Linked DNA regions of Zea mays: region 2 is linked to region 1. Evidence: chromatin contacts called from public Hi-C data. All regions are on one chromosome and are shown on one strand. Each heading gives the region's core, a stretch centred on a gene start, on an enhancer-like site or on the middle of the called end of the contact. The rest is flanking DNA. Distances are from core to core; before and after follow the strand shown.

What was found. A called contact is a pair of places that touch in the nucleus more often than the background predicts.
Region 2: a contact with region 1 is called in a Hi-C map of endosperm, with 2.8 times the contacts expected there. The contact joins the promoter of LOC103629424 here to the promoter of LOC100273436 in region 1. A contact is called at or near these places in 4 of 25 Hi-C or Micro-C datasets (bundle sheath, ear, endosperm and 1 more).

The regions. Positions count from the first base shown.
Region 1 is chr6:73,284,017-73,287,822 of Zm-B73-REFERENCE-NAM-5.0, forward strand. It overlaps LOC100273436 (putative cytochrome P450 superfamily protein), which reads right to left and starts at 1,883. Exons shown (of 6, transcript NM_001147873.1): 1 at 1,502-1,883; 2 at 950-1,165; 3 at 385-666. The coding sequence starts at 1,846. LOC100282958 reads left to right here and starts at 2,158. Exons shown (of 5, transcript NM_001155863.2): 1 at 2,158-2,359; 2 at 2,451-2,651. The coding sequence starts at 2,216.
Region 2 is chr6:73,469,787-73,473,592 of Zm-B73-REFERENCE-NAM-5.0, forward strand. LOC103629424 reads left to right here and starts at 1,860. Exons shown (of 16, transcript XM_020539255.3): 1 at 1,860-2,999; 2 at 3,157-3,245; 3 at 3,340-3,605; 4 at 3,691-3,806. The coding sequence starts at 3,486.

The DNA of each region.
Region 1 (3,806 bases), core at 633-3,132:
TGTTGGGGGTTCAATCGGCCGTAGCCCTTCATCTATATAAAGGGGAGGTCTGGATCCGCTTCGAACTGATTTCCGAGTCAATCCCACGGTTTTAGGTAACAAATCCCGTGAGAAACTAGGAACCCTAACTGACTCTGCGCACGCGCGGACCGTCCGCGCCACCACCGCGGACAGTCCGGACCGCGGACCGTCCGGCCTCAGGGCTAGACCGTCCGCGTGGCCCTTTTTGGCTTCCAACAGGATGCAAATATCTCATGGCTAGGCACAAAGATCTCTTATTTTAGTGCCAGATCGAGTTTTCTGCATCAGGTTGTTACCAAAAAGCATATACCAACACAGAAGGTGGACAAGCTTATATTGAGGCTAGAGTTTTGCAGCCCTTACATTATCTTGCCCGTTCATTTGCTCTCTCTTTTGGTGTATCAAATTCATCACAAAGTCATCAATGATCTGAATGTTCTTTCTGAGCTTCGCTTCTGATCCAATATTGAAATAACGTTTCAGCTGCCAGAACAGATCGACATAGCGGTGGTAGACAATACAGTTTGCCTCATCAAAGGCGTTGCTGAACTGAACACTGGATTTATCTGATCCAGATAGCGTGTTCAGCTCGAAACCAAATCCCACTTTAAAGATTGAATCCATAGTTGTTTTCATCAAAAGATCCTGAAAAAGGATGCATTAATATGATCCAATTTTTCTATCAAATACAAATATTATGTATTTTCTCGGTTCCAAATCATAAGACGTTTTAGCTTTTTTTAGATACATTGATTTTATTACGTATCTAGACATAGTGTATATCTATGTGCTTAATCTATGTATTTAAAAAAGCCAAAATGTCTTATAATTTAGAACGGAGGGAGTAGCACTTAACTAATATTTACCAATATGACCGTATTTACGAAGTAATGATATATATGCACTTTCATGTTAGTGATGTAGGTACCTGCATGTTTAGAATAGTTCTGTTAGCTGCTGCAGATGATATCTTATCTACCAGTCTTGTAGCATTTGCTCTGAAGACAACGCTGCTGAATTCACGTAGCACTTTGGTTGAGAATTCATGGCTTGCCAGCTTCCTCTGGTGCCTCCAGCTATCCCCATCTATTGCAAAAATTCCATCCCCGAAGAGATCCTTCATTACTCCAATATTGTAGGCTCCCTGTGTATCATTCTCAAATGAGTTCAAAATCATGTCCATAAGCTCATATTGTTGTAGCCTGCCATTTCAGTTGGTTGCATGGTTAAGTACTTAAATGATCTGGCAGAAAAGATGAAAAGGTTGAAGTCACACTTAAAAAAGTAATTTCAAGGGTGATGGTATTCTTGCTGAATCAAGTGTAGTGTTGTTTCAAGTTAATTGCAGATTACTGAAGTTCTGACACCATTTGATGCAGGATTTAGGCATCTGGCACATAATAAATTGAGCTACGTGCTGATATGAGACTGGTGGACATGGAAGGGGGGATAAAAGAGTTTGACGGGTTCGGGAAACCACCTTGCTGTATTTGCTGAAGTTGGTCCTGAGGACATGCTCAACGACAGCGGGGTCGGCTGTGAAGAGCTCGCTGTGTCCAGGGTAGACCAGCCGGCTGGTGCGATGCGCCAGCGCGTACCTGACATGCTCGTCGAACAGCCTGTCGAAGTTCTTGAGCTGCCGGAGCATCGTCCCCGTGAGCGGCGGCCGGCCCGGGTCTCTCCGGGCGAACTCTCCGGCGCAGAAGACAGCGAATGACGCGACGGCGCCCAGGACGTAGAGGGTGAGCACCAGCAGCGCTGCGGCAAGAGCTGACAGCAGGCACAGTCCTGCCGGCGCGGCGAGGGAGGGTAGCTGGGAAGCCATTGGAGAGCTGGAGCTGCTGCGGTGCAGAAGGTTGCCGCGCTGACTCAGAGCAAGATGGCAGCCAGTGAGGCAGTGACGTGTTTTTCTATCGACAGTAATACGTTATGTTTGGGCTCACATGTGCAGTGAGTGACGTTATGACATCCAGTCCACTACGGCACTACCCGCCGGCACAGAGGGCCTCGCACAGTCGCACTCTTTATTATAGCCACGGCCGGCCGGTGGACGACAGCACCACACCACCTCCAACTACCCGAGACCATCGACGAGCATCTTCCTGCATCTGCAATGGCTGCCGCTACCGTGTCCGTCCCCCGCATCAAGCTGGGCTCCCAGGGGCTAGAGGTCTCCGCGCAGGGCCTCGGCTGCATGGGCATGTCCGCCTTCTACGGTCCGCCCAAACCCGAGCCTGACATGATCAAGCTCATCCACCACGCCGTCGCCGCCGGGGTCACCCTCCTTGACACCTCCGACATGTACGGCCCGCACACCAACGAGATCCTGCTAGGCAAGGTCGGTCCGCTCGAATTAGATCTCTGTTTCCTGTGGCCCTTTTCAAGTTTGCACTGAAGATGTTCGATGTAATGCTTCTGAATTCGTGAAGGCGCTTCAAGGCGGTGTAAAGGAGAAGGTCGAGCTGGCCACCAAGTTTGCCGTCTCCTTCGCCGACGGCAAGCGCGAGATCCGCGGTGACCCGGCGTATGTACGGGCAGCCTGCGAGGCCAGCCTCAAGCGGCTCGGCATCGACTGCATCGACCTCTACTACCAGCACCGCATCGACAAGAAGGTGCCCATCGAGGTCACGGTGAGCGCGGTGTACCTTCTCCATTTGATTCCTTTGTTTGGTAGATGTGGCTGTCACCTGCGCGTGGTCGATGTGAACATACAAGTGGAAGCTGGAAATGCCGGCCGGGGTATTCTTGCACGTCAGTGAGTGATGGTGGTTGGTGGAGACAGGTTTGTTGGAGGTTGGTGTCTACAACATACGAGTGGTCTGTGGTTATAATAATAACATACGGGCCCTTGCGTAAATAATTGGCAAAGATGTCATGCTGGCATATAATGCAAGATTTCACTTCTATAATCTCAATCGCCATCCTGAATTTAACCTAGAAACAAAAGAAACCTCCCACCCTGTTTGGCAGAGCTCAAACCCCTAGAACTGGTGGTGATAATAAAACTAATGTGATGCAGACACCCGTCCTTGCAGTAACTTCTTGGACTTTTTTTATGTACCGTTGCATATACCAGCAACTGTATCTAGTGGCAGATCCAGGATTATATCTAAGAAAATGTAGACAAAACTAATAATCTAATTAATGTTTAATACGACACAAGTAACAAGATACAATTCAAATATCTAAGAAATATGTAGATTAAATACTCAATATATATCGCTCATATGAGTTGCGTTAGAAATATCTTTCTTTTGTTTCTTGATAAAAAATCTAACTATCCTATCCCTACAAACATAAAAATAATTTTATCAATTATTCTAGCAAATAATTGACCAAACCAAACTAACTAAAGTCTAAAAATCTAATGTGCTGGTGAACAACAATCTATGTTTAGCAAGTGAACAAATGAAGAATTATATGAGTCACAAAGTAAAGTCTAGACTCTAGACAGCTGACCATGAGAGAAAAAGAAAAGGGCCAGGCGCAGAGCCAATTCCCCTGTCACCTTGCCAGGCTTCAGTAACACGTCTCTTGCAGCATGCCAGCATGCACTGCAGCAACCTGCAGCCTGCACTGCAGGGCAGCGCGCTTGCCTGGCAGCTGGCGCCTAGCGCCCTGCCTGTGCGGGTGAGAACCTGGCTGCTACCTCCTGCCGTGCGTGGTGTTGTGTTTCCGACTACACCGTGACCGGGGCTGCAGCCCAGGCAGCCCCGGGTTCAGATCTGCCCCTGACTCTATCAATCATATCAGATATTGTATCCATCCACGCGTTGACAAATTAT
Region 2 (3,806 bases), core at 610-3,109, 190 kb after region 1:
AGTGAACAAACTAATTTTTCAGTTTCATTGAACAAACTGACAAACTGTTTTTCAGTTTCATTGAACTGCACAAACCAAATTCAATTTCAGTGAACTGCACAAACCAAATTCAGCCAAATTCAATTTTTAGTTTCAGTGTAACAGCACAAATTGTCTTAGTGTAACTGCATTGTCTAACACATTTTCAGTTTAATGCAAACTAAATTTTCAGTTTCAGTGAACAAACTGACAAACTGTTTTTTTAGTTTCATTGAACTGCACAAACCAAATTTCAATTTCAATGAACTGCACAAACCAAACTCAGTTTCAGTGAACTGCACAAAGTGCAGAAGGTTTAGTGTAATGTCTACTGTAATATGCCGTGTAATGTGTGCTGTAATGTGGGCTGAAGGTAACTGAAGGTGCAGTGCTGGACTGGAATGATGTGTTTACTGAGTACTTCATTTGCTAAACTACTCAAACAATCTTCACATAGTGCAATGGTGTGTCTTTCCTTATTGTTTCATTGTGTGCTAGGTTCAATTCCTGACATTGCGTCTACAACCACCTTTTTTGCTTTTTTTGTCCAAATCAGAGAACATTTGACCCAAATTTGTATAATCATCTAAATTTTTTATCTAACATTTGACCCCTATTTTTGACCAAATTTGATATGTATTTATTTTGGCTTGAAAAGGCATTTGAAGCATAGAAATTAGTAAATGGTCCAAAATAGGGACATGAATTAAGTTTATAACAGTTAGATGAACACTTGGTGCACTTTCGAGGCAAAAACATAAACAAAAGTTACAAATATAGCTCAAACTGTGAAGTTGTAGATCAATGGTATGAAACGTAGTGGAGATGTGTCCATTTTTGAAGCACCTATATTCATACTTCAGTATAATCATCTAAACTTTTTATCTCAACCAACTAGGACCATGTTATGACTCCATAGCAAGTTTCACTATTTTTGAGCACATTTGGCATTTATTTATTTATTTCGGCTTGAAAAGGCATTTGAAGCATATAAATTAGTAAATGGTACAAAATAGGGACTTCTTTACATGAATTAAGTTTAGAACAGTTAGATGAACACTTGGTGCACTTTTGAGGCAAAAACATAAACAAAAGTTACAAATATAGCTCAAGATGTGAAGTTGTAGTTCAATGGTATGAAACGTAGTGAGATGTGTCCATTTTTGAAGCACCTATATTCATACTTCTTTATAATCATCTAAACTTTTTATCTCAACCAACCAGGACCATGTTATGACTCCATGCCAAGTTTCACTATTGTTTGAGCACATTTGGTATTTATTTATTTCGGCTTAAAAAGGCATTTGAAGCATAGAAATTAGTAAATGGTCCAAGATAGGGACATCTTTACATGAATTAAGTTTATAACAGTTAGATGAACATTTGGTGCACCTTTTTGGCAAAAACATAAACAAAAGTTACAAATATAGCTCAAACTGTGAAGTTGTAGATCAATGGTATGAAACGTAGTGGAGATTTGTCCATTTTTGAAGCACTTGTATTCATACTTCTGTATAATAATCTAAACTTTTTATCTCAACCAACCGGGACCATGTTATGACTCCATGCTAAGTTTCACTATTGTTTACGCACAATTGGTATTTATTTATTTATTTATTTCGACTTGAAAAGGCATTTGAAGCATAGAAATTAGTAAATGGTCCAAAATAGAGACAAACAAAAGTTAGAAATATAGCTCAAATTGTGAAATTTGGCATTTGATCTGAAATTCGGTAATTCCATATTTGTTTTTTCCCTAATTTTTCAAGTTTTCCCACCAATTTCGTTGTGGAGCCACCGTACAGACCCTACAAACCCATCTGGCTGTACATAGCGTCAATGTGATCCCTAACCCTCACCCTCTTTCCTCACGCAACTTATCCACTACTCACGCTACTACCCCTTCCCTAGGCCACGTCCAACAGCCTCCCCCAATCCGTCCTTTGGCTTCGCTGGCGACGACGGAGGCTGGTGATGGCAGGAATTGGTGAGCGCTCCAATTCGGGGATTGGTGGAGGCTGGTGCGCGCTAAGGCAGGAATTGGCGGCGGCCGGTGTGCGCCAGTTCGAGGAATCGGCTGCAGCTCACAGAGGACGCACGGCGTGTGTTTCCTTGCCGTCGGTTGTAAGGCTGCACCAAATCTGGGCCATTTTTTCACTTCTCTGAGTACTGCTGCATTTCATAGCAGTTTCCTTATACTTTAGTTCAAGTAACCTTGTACTAGTTCTTATTGTTTCTGTAGTTAGCAGATGTATAGTTCCTCTGATTTTTGTAACTAGATATTCATAGCAGTTTCCATATACATTATTTTACAGAATTTCAAAGTGAACATCCTCTATTTCTATAGTTTCATGTTTCATGGATACGATGGTCAGATATCAAAGGTGTCCAATATATTTTGCAAATCTAAAATGTCAACTACCTTTTATAGACATTTATCAAGAATAGCAGAGCATCCTGTTAGGTGTTTTTCAGAAACTGCAATGCAGACACATTGTCCATAGTTGTGGGATACTTGGAGCTAGTGGTACTAATGTCAACTTTTACATGACTTATTTTTATACGATGTCTAAATACTTGCAGACACATTGTACTTTGTTTGAAGTTTTAGAGATGTTAGTAAAACAATTTTTCCTCATTGAGATGGGCTCTGTTTCAGACTCCAAGTGTTTTATTAAATCAAGTCTGTTGATAAATTCTTTTCTATGTTGGCCAATGTATGGATTAATGCTATGTTTTACTGAACTCCATTTACATTTCTAGACCAGCTAATTACACATGATAAGTTTTTATTTTGGTATGCCAGCAGACATGGCAAGGGGTATGAGAAAGTGCATCATTCAAAGCCAAGAAGAGTATTTGGTAGAGGAGCCTATTGGGGAAACAAGTCATCGGCCACGAGATGCAGCATATGACCACCATCCTTCTACTAGAGAACGCCAAAAAAGAAAGCGACAATGATAATGAGTTCAATGACCTAGGTATGTACCAAGATATAAAATTAATTGGGAATTGAAACATAAAACTGTGACTTCAATTTTTCAGCTAATAAATAGTGAATACTATGTCCTACTTTTCAAATTTTATTATATGTTTAGGGACAACAACTGAAATCTCTCCATTATTATATGTTTTCAGATCATCATAAAAAAATACAACATCTTTTGAGACTACTTCTGAAGTGTACCCTTCTCCTGATGATGCGGATATAGAGGATTATGTTGAAGGTTCTTACCAGCATATTAACTACACTTCATAAATTGTAATTTATTTTAAAATTTCAACCATTCTTTTAATTGTTTCTAACATAAAACTGCATAGGTCAAACTAATGAAGCAATAAGTCGTGGTCCGAACAAACTTAAACATGTTTGGAACCTTCAAAAAGGAAAACGAATTGTAGTTAACTGTAACGAGCTCGACCAACCTATTGGAGAGGAGGCAGGAGTCTTAGGAAAATTCCTTGACATGGTTGCTAGGAATGGCTGCTTATGTAGCTTAAGCTTCAAAGATTGGAGATTACTGATAGGAAAGAAGGACAGGAACAATGAACAAAAAAACAAGCAAGATGTACTAAAGCAAGTAAAGGTGTGTATATTAAAATTTGTCATCCTCTGAACTTTGAAGCAAAAATATAACTGAACTTTCATATGGCCATTTCATTTTTGTGTAGATGAGATTCTTATACCCTGCCCGCATGGAAAAGTGGATACTTCGAACTATTGGTGAGAGATGGAGACAACACAAGTCCAATCTAAAATCCTTACATTTTGATGCGCATAGGAGCAA